3 separate regions of the Anas platyrhynchos genome follow, and regions 2 and 3 are each linked to region 1. A link is a contact called in public Hi-C data. All regions are on one chromosome and are shown on one strand. Each heading gives the region's core, a stretch centred on a gene start, on an enhancer-like site or on the middle of the called end of the contact. The rest is flanking DNA. Distances are from core to core; before and after follow the strand shown. Region 1 holds the start of FZD4 (frizzled class receptor 4). Region 2 overlaps TMEM135 (transmembrane protein 135). Region 3 overlaps TMEM135 (transmembrane protein 135).

The links. A called contact is a pair of places that touch in the nucleus more often than the background predicts.
Region 2: a Hi-C map of subcutaneous adipose tissue shows a contact between it and region 1, with 2.3 times the contacts expected there. The contact joins the enhancer-like site here to the promoter of FZD4 in region 1. A contact is called at or near these places in 4 of 8 Hi-C or Micro-C datasets (F1 follicle, F5 follicle, liver and 1 more).
Region 3: a contact with region 1 is called in a Hi-C map of subcutaneous adipose tissue, with 2.1 times the contacts expected there. The contact joins the enhancer-like site here to the promoter of FZD4 in region 1. A contact is called at or near these places in 2 of 8 Hi-C or Micro-C datasets (F5 follicle and subcutaneous adipose tissue).

What each region holds. Positions count from the first base shown.
Region 1 is chr1:199,312,855-199,315,547 of IASCAAS_PekinDuck_T2T, reverse strand. FZD4 (frizzled class receptor 4) reads right to left here and starts at 1,372. Exons shown (of 2, transcript XM_005027767.6): 1 at 1,030-1,372; 2 at 1-185. The coding sequence starts at 1,299.
Region 2 is chr1:199,126,800-199,129,492 of IASCAAS_PekinDuck_T2T, reverse strand. It overlaps TMEM135 (transmembrane protein 135), which reads left to right. Exons shown (of 15, transcript XM_038177087.2): 10 at 2,169-2,336. Among named protein-coding and RNA genes, the nearest start is that of TMEM135, 170 kb to the left of the region's middle. Within about 2 kb of position 1,367, at least 2 of the 8 cell types and tissues checked have an H3K27ac peak or open chromatin away from gene starts, as enhancers often do. A contact at or near this core is called in subcutaneous adipose tissue, where this site is marked.
Region 3 is chr1:199,176,260-199,178,952 of IASCAAS_PekinDuck_T2T, reverse strand. TMEM135 (transmembrane protein 135) reads left to right here. Exons shown (of 15, transcript XM_038177087.2): 6 at 124-170. Among named protein-coding and RNA genes, the nearest start is that of TMEM135, 120 kb to the left of the region's middle. Within about 2 kb of position 1,377, at least 3 of the 8 cell types and tissues checked have an H3K27ac peak or open chromatin away from gene starts, as enhancers often do. A contact at or near this core is called in subcutaneous adipose tissue, where this site is marked.

The sequences.
Region 1 (2,693 bases), core at 123-2,622:
ATGTGATTGTGATCGTTCTGGGGTGGGAATTTGCTGCAGTTCAGGCTGTCCGGCCAGGCAAATCCAAATTCTTTTAAAACAGGTTCACATCTTCTTTTGACAGAGAGGCACATGCCACCACAGGGACCTATAGGGATGTTAATCTTCTCTGTGCACATCGGGACATAGACTGAACAAAGGAAGAACTGGAAGAGAGAAACAGAAATCACAAGCGTGTTAGGAGAAAATTCAACAGGTCAAAACATAACAAGTTTTCCTTTTTGCCTTTTTAGCAGTAATTTTTGGTCCCTTGCCTTAAAAAACAGGAAGCAGCATAAAACAAATAAACCAAGAACAATAAAAACTTAGGAGAAAAAACCCTAAAAATGCTGCCTTCTTTCAGTTCAAGTGTGGTCCGAAGCCAAAGCCTGAACGTTTCACTCCCCAGATTAGCCCCATGCAAATTTAGCCCATCACTTTCAATAAAGCGAGTGGGATTTAGCCAGATGTAAACCTCAAGGGTGCAATTTAGGAAAGAAGAAGAAAAAAAAAAGTATATTTTAAAGCGGTTTAAACAAATACATATTTTTGTTCAAGGCACTGCCTGGATATCACGGCTAGCAAACAAACAGAAGGAAAGGCATTTACTGAATCACTTGGGTTTGTGATCCTCCTGGAAGAACGCGCTTCTCTTTCACCATCGGGCCACCGACGGGTTCGCACCGGCCATAAAACGCTGCCGCTCGCTCAGCTTTGGAAACACGGCGATTTTGGGGGGCTGTAGCCACACCGGGGGGGCTTCAGGGATTTGGGGACCCGGGGTCCAAGCTGGCTGCTGCCGTGGGGGTGTCCCTGCAGGCTGGGCACGGCAGGACCCCTTTTTTTCCCCCCTTAGGAAGCCCACACAGCGCTGCCTTGTGCTGCAGCCCGCTCCCTCCAGGTTTTGCAGCGGGGGACATGGGGGAAATGTCAGCACAACGCCCGGCTCCCGGTTCTGGAGAAGGGGGTTTGGGGAGAGATTTGGGAGTTTTTTGAGGGGTTGGGACCCACCTGGAGCTGGCTGGAGCAGCCGTACTGGATGAGGGGGGTGAAGGTGGTGAGCTGCAGCTCGGCGTCCGCCTGCAGCTCGTGGCCCACCAGGTTGGGCATCTTGGTGACATTGTAGCCCAGGTTCTGGCACATGGCGATGCGGATGGCGTCGCAGCGCCGCTCCTCCTCGTCGCCGAAGCCCCGCGTCCCGCCGAGCTGCAGGGCCAGCAGCAGGGCCAGCAGCCGCCCGGCCGCCCCCCTGCCACCACCGCCACCACAGCACCGTGCCATGGCCGAGACCCACCCCCCCCCCCCCGGCCCCCCACCTGCCCCCGGCCCCGGCTCCGGCCCCGGCCGCGCCGTGCCGCCCGGGCCGGCTCCAACGGGGAGGGGCCGGGGGCGGCTCTGCTCTTAAACCGCCGCGCCGAGAAACTGCCCAGGGGAGGGGACGGCGCCTCCCCGAGCCCCGGCCTCCTCCCAGCCTCCCGGGGCGGGCACAGCCACAGCCCCGGCCCGGGGGGAGAGCCCCGCTGGGTGCCCTGCGGAGCCCCCCCCGGAGCCACCCCGGAGCCCCTCGGCCCTGCGGAGCCTCAGGAGTTTTCCCCCTCCTTCATGCGCGGCGACCCCGCTGTGAGCAGCGAGCGGCCCTGCCATGCCTCCCCCCGGGCTCGGTGACCCGGGGATGGGTCCCCGATGTCCCCACACCGGTGGAGGGCAGCGGCAGGGCCTGAGAGGGGCACCCCGAGGTGCCCAGGCTCAGGCCTGGCTCCCCAGGGGCAGGCTGGGCTGAGCCATCAGCCTCCTCTCCCTCCTCTCCTTCCTCGCCCTCGCCAGGCCACAGGGCAGGTCTCCAAGCTGCCACCTTTTCTCCCAACACCTCCTCCACCCGTAAATCTGGTCACACCTGGGTGGTGGTGGACCTTCAAGGGGAGAGAGAAACCTAGGGTGCCTTTCCAAGCACTTCGTGGTGTTGGTATATCTCTCCTAAACACAGATGTAGAGTTTGTGTGCCTCTCCTAAATATATAAGGATGTAGAGTTTGAGCACCTCTCCTAAACACACAAGGATGTAGGGTTTGTGTGTCTCTCCTAAGCATGTATGGATGTAGGGTTTGTGAACCTCTCCTAAACACATACGGATGTAGGATTTATATACCTCTCCTAAACACATATGGGTGTAGGGTTTGTCTACCTCTCCTAAGTACAGATGTATGGTTCATGAATTTTGAAGGGAAATTGAGCAGAGCTGTAGGGTGTCCCCGGGATTAAGAGCAGACACATGAGGCTCACACTTCAACTCAGCGTTGTTTACACCTGTAATAAAATCGGGTTGGGCTGGTTGTGCCTTTAGCAAAAATATGTCATCTATTAATGAAATTGTTTGTAAAGCGCTTTGAAAATGTTTGTAAAGCCCCGGTTAAATGACCTCTGGCTTGGCTGTGTGTGTGTGTGTACAGTGTGTGACATATGTGGGTGTCCCGAGCACGGCCATTGCCAAGAGCCGTGCATCCATATGTGTGTGGCCGTGCTGCAATGAGTGGTCTCCTTCTAGCATGAGGTGTTTTAACCAAGGTTTCATGAGCACAGGTATTTACAAAGCTCTCATCACCGTGATAGTTTATAACCAGTTCTGATAAACAATGACTGCAGTCTTACAAAATCCTCGCGAGGCAGACAAGTCATATT
Region 2 (2,693 bases), core at 118-2,617, 190 kb after region 1:
AATTTCAATGGAGAAATAGCTTGTAGCAGGGTTTACTTATCTCACTTAAGTTTATTATGGTTTCCTACATACACTTTACTGTTTATTATTTGAAGTCTTTTTGGAAGATAAAAGTAACAATATCATGCACTGATTATATGATCTAAAATGTAATACTTTTTGTGACTTTGAAAAGCACCTATAAATATGTGATATGCATTCACCTGGTCGATTTAATGAGCTAAATGGAAAGACTTTGTGCACTACTTACTGCTGCTTGCTGTGCATCAAAACTAAGCCTTAATCCTGCAGTTCAGCACTTCTAAGTTTGCAACTCATAAAAATAAAATGGCGGTTATATATTTGATTCTTTGCCAGCTGGAACTGAAGTGTGTCCTAATGTGGTGTTCCTCATCCCATCTGAATGGTCTTTTCTACAGCCAGGAAAAAAATCAAGTGTACCTTATTGTTGTTTGTTCTCATTGGGCTTTGGTCATAACTGGTATTTTTAGGACTTTCTTTTTATATAATGGTACCTGGTACTGTGATCATCTCTTTTATTTTTTTTTTTTTTTCTCAAGATGAGGGCTGTGTACTTCATGCTAGATTACGTGTTCATTTCAGGTGCGGATTTATGTTCATCTTAACTTTGACATTTTAACTACACAAAATACACAGTGCACTTAGAACTCTGCCTACCATACATACCTTTCAGTCAGCATTTTCATTACACGATCACAAAACACTGGGTCAGTAGCTGTTCAGTAAGTACAATTTACATACCTTTAAAAGTAGTAGAAGAAGAAGTGGAAAATTTTCATGCATAGCTGTTGGATCATAGGTGTTTCACTCAGAGGGTGGTGAGGTACTGGGACCCAGAGAAGCTGTGGATGCCCCATCCTTGGAAGTATTCAGGGCCAGGCTGGATGGGGCTTTGAGCAACCTGGTCTGGTGGGAAGTGCCCCTTCAGGGGGGTGGGACCAGGGGGTCTTTAAGGTCTCTTCCAAGCCAAACCATTCTATTATTGTATGATATGATCACCAGATGACACAAAATAGTTTCTTCCACTTGATTCCTATAAACACTCAATGAGTGTTGTCAGGGAGAGTAATTGTTTCAAGAAGTTTATTACTGGATGTTTAACCAGAATAGTTTTATGAGCTTTAAGATGCATTAGAAAGTTCTACAGGAGGGAAAAATGTTTGGAGTTTCTGAGTTGGAAAGGTTGCTCAATTGAGGCCTCTGACAGTTACCACTGTCTCTACAATTATCTGAGTGTCCCTGAGTACGCTCTGAAAAATGGGCTGGAGAAATCACGAGTGTTGGGTCCTGCCTTATTTGCCAACAATGAGTGCACAGCATTTGGATAGTTTTCAGATGAGGTATCATCCATCCAAACAATGGATAGATTTTATTCAGAATTCTCTGAGAAGTTCAGCCACAGGGTAAGAATGATGATAGGAAGCTTTGGAGGAAATTACAAGAAACTGGGGAAGAGGATTTGGAAAGAAACAGCCAGTGTAGTTTTGTGATGAGATAAAAAATAGCAGATCCATATCTAAGGGGGAAGAGGAAGAAACAATCATTTGAACCCACATTATCCTTTTTCAATATTTCTGGACAAAATGTCCCCTTTGGGTCTGTACTTTATCTTGCTATACACTTCCTGAAGCCTCCAGTTTGGTTGAGGGAAAAGTACATGAGCATGTGCCAAGCCATCAGGGTCAATTTCTAATTCTCCCACTTTCTGAAATTTATTTTGTGTGGACTTTTTACTGCTTTAGTGCTTTATCCAGACATTTGAGTGTAAAAGTGCTTTTTTTTTTTTTTTTTTGTCCTACCACATTACTTTCCTCTGTACCCATTTGTGGTTAAAAGCTGGTCAGTAACCTGGAAGACATCAGGATTCTTTCAGAGGACAGAATTTTGGAGCAAAAGACAAATAGAGTTTGTCCTTTGAGGCCTATGAGATATTCATACAAACTAAAGGAGAGTCAATTGTTTACGATTTTATTGCTTTTGCTGTTTTACTGGGGAATCTGGACAGGAAAAAAAAGTTTGAAGATGGAAATGCATTTTCTATAATATATGCAGAAGGGGTTTTAAACTGCTCAATGTCAGTAAGTACTTCTGTAGACATTTTTTATTTTCCTTCTTCTGAATTTGTGGTTTCTTCCTGTTTTCTTTAGGGCTTCATTAGGATGTTTAGCATTGGTTACCTGATCCAGTGTTGCCTTCGGATCCCATCCACCTTCCGGCATCTGTTTACAGAGCCATCCCGGCTACTTTCACTCTTCTACAACAAGGAAAATTTCCAGCTTGGAGCTTTTCTGGGATCTTTTGTCAGTATATACAAAGTAAGTTTATAACATACAGAGTGTTGAATGCCACTTTTTTTATGTTGTTTTTCAGAACATCAGGATGAGGTAAAAAGTCTAGCCACTTCATATTACTGACACAGGTTTCTACAGAATGGCATTGACAAATTCTGTAGCATTGTGATAATCAAACCATAAACAGCAAACAGACCTTCCATTCCTTCTATTTTTTGTCATTTCTGAATAAGCCAGATAGATTTTGAAGCATGACATCAATATCAGGAGATAGGCATACTTCAGAGAAAGTGAATTCATATTTCAAAGGGACTTTCTTTTACACAGAAACATTTTCATGCAGACACAAGTGATGACTGCAGTAACAGCATTGTTGCCAAA
Region 3 (2,693 bases), core at 128-2,627, 140 kb after region 1:
GCTGTTGAAGCATATATAAATAAAGCATAACTTTTTTAGGAACATTTGTAAAGTGTTCACTATTCAGAACATACAGTAGTAATGTGGTGGTTAATGCAATAACTCTCTTTCTCCTTCTTGTAGGTGCTGTTGTTCTGCATCACAGCTGCTCTGTTCATGTTCTTTTTCAGGTATGTTGCTCGTATGCCTGTAAAAAATATTTTGAAAAGTGTTTCAAAAGCTTACTTGATTTTTGGTATTTATATGAAAACTTATGTGTATTCTGGACTCGAGGCTTCTAAATCGAATAGAGTTCTTCCATGGCATTAAAAACCCAGAGCTGTGAACATAATTGGTCTAAAAAGGCAAATACTAAGTTAAACACTTCAAATCTTCAGGAGATTATACTGATTATTTAAGGAGCCTCCTCTCATCTCATAATTAAGACCCTGGAGAGCTAAGATTGCCTAGGATGAAAGCTGCTGAAATACTGCTTTTCATACACATTCTCACGTGCATGGAAGATGACATTTTTTCTTCTGGTGAAAATGCAGGAGAATAGGCAACTGAGGTTTTATAGTCTTAAATAATACCAAATGTTTGACGTGCATGTGAGTGCAACTTTCACATTCTTTTTTCACAAGTTGTCCTCTCTATCCCTTTATTCATTATCATCAGATAAACACCAATTTTACAACTTTTTTTCTCTCAGTTTGCAAGATACGTGTTATTTATCTTTTCAGTGTTTCCTTTCTAAATGCCTGACTCCCCCAAATTACTGTACTCTATCTGTAGTTGGACAGCTGCTTGTTAGAGCAACCTTTGACTACAACCCTTTGCCTTGGAATTTTCTGTGGCATGAAGCCATCGCTGATTCTTCAAGCCATAAGATCCCCTGATGATTGCAAAACTCGAGAAATTGCAGCTTGTTCTTTTGTAATTCCATTACTTACGAATTATTTTCAGCTATTGGCCAAAACCACTCTGTGGATAAGGGAAAGCTGTTAATTCCAAAGTTTCTAAAAAGCATTCCTTCTTTCACCTGCCACCCATTAAGACCCGCGTATCTGCAGTCATCTTGTTGTTGTATAACAGCCTCTGAAAAGTTTCCTGGGAATGCTGAAGTTGGACACGCGTCTGCGTAAATGCTGATTAAACAAACCCAAAACTCCGAAAAGCTGGTCAAAGGTATAAATGTTGTATGATTCAGAAGGAAACCGGTTGTCTCCTGTTTATGTCTTGATAATGAACCAGTGTTTTGCAGACAACCCGGAAGTTAAACGAGAACTGACCAGAGCCCAGAAATATTTGGTGAATTCCTTCCTGACCTGACAATGCTATGCTGACAGTTGTTGAATGGATTCCAAACCACTTTCTCTTCTAAAATTAGTCCCTCCGTGCCAGGGGTGACGGATATCCTGTTGAGCAATCATCAGGAACATTTAATTCCTTTGTCTATGTTGTTGTAACAGAGGAATTAAAGTATGAGGCTGGGTAGGTATAGGTCCATTAGTTACCTCTCAAAAGAAAATACCAAAATATTTTTTGTAAACACCAACAAAAAGATAGATAAATCAAAGTAAAATTATCAAAAAAATGATTTGCACAGACCAGTTTATTTATTTATCCTGAGTTTAATCAGTATAGTGAATAGAACATTCTTGCAGGATGTGGTACTTTCATAAAGAAAACAGACCTCGCTTGTCTCTGTAGAAAGGCTCATAGATGATATGTAGATAAAGCTATTGGTGGGACTTCAGTTACTTTGCAGAAGAGACTTGGAATTCAGATAGTTACAAAGTGGAGATACGATCTGAAAAAATATGAAGCTGTTCACTAAAGATAAGGTCAAAGTAATATACTTGCACACGGTGGCTGTGGAGAATCAAATGATAAGGGAGCAGTTCCCTGAAACAGAATCCAATGGTAATTGTTTGCAAACTGCCAGTGAGAGTAAGTCAGCAATGTCCCATTCCTGCAGTAAAGGGAGGCACTGTTACAGGATATGTAAACAGGATTAGTGCTCGTCAAGTATATAAAGTTGTCTTTTTGTTCTACTTAAGATTTAAGAAGTTCTCAGTGCTTTTCATGTCTTTGATTATTACATTCCAAGAAGAATATGGAACTGTCAGAGAAACTTCAAGACCATGATCTGGAGTTTAGAAAACAAAATGTATTAAGAAGGATGGATTATGGTTGTTTAATTAAAAGAAAAAAAAAAAAAGGCTGGAATAACTGTCTTGAAGTATTTATAAGACTGCTGAAAAGAGTAAGAGAGTAACAGTTGGCTCTCCTGGCTGCGATAGAAAGGACAAGAGACAGCAGAACAAAACATTTATTCTTACAATAATAAACCATAACAGAGATTAATTCACTTAGATAGTGAGGAAAATCCTAAGCAAGAAGCAGTGAAAAGATTAGACGTTGAGGCTGCTGATGGTTTGTCCTTTCAGATCTGTAGAAGCAGATTTTGGAAAACATGGGTAATATTGCTTAGGGAAAGGAAGGGATTATTTGGTGTCCTAAGTCTCTTGCACTTATTGATTCACACCAATGGCTGTCTTATTGAGAAATATTTAATGTAATAAGCTGTGAAAAGACAGTGGCCAGTAAGTTCTTTGGAGGAGAATAACCTTGCTTGCTTTGTTGAATGCAACTTGAAAGATACACCTGGAAAAAAATTAAAATCACATCTCTGTGCTTTAGATACCACT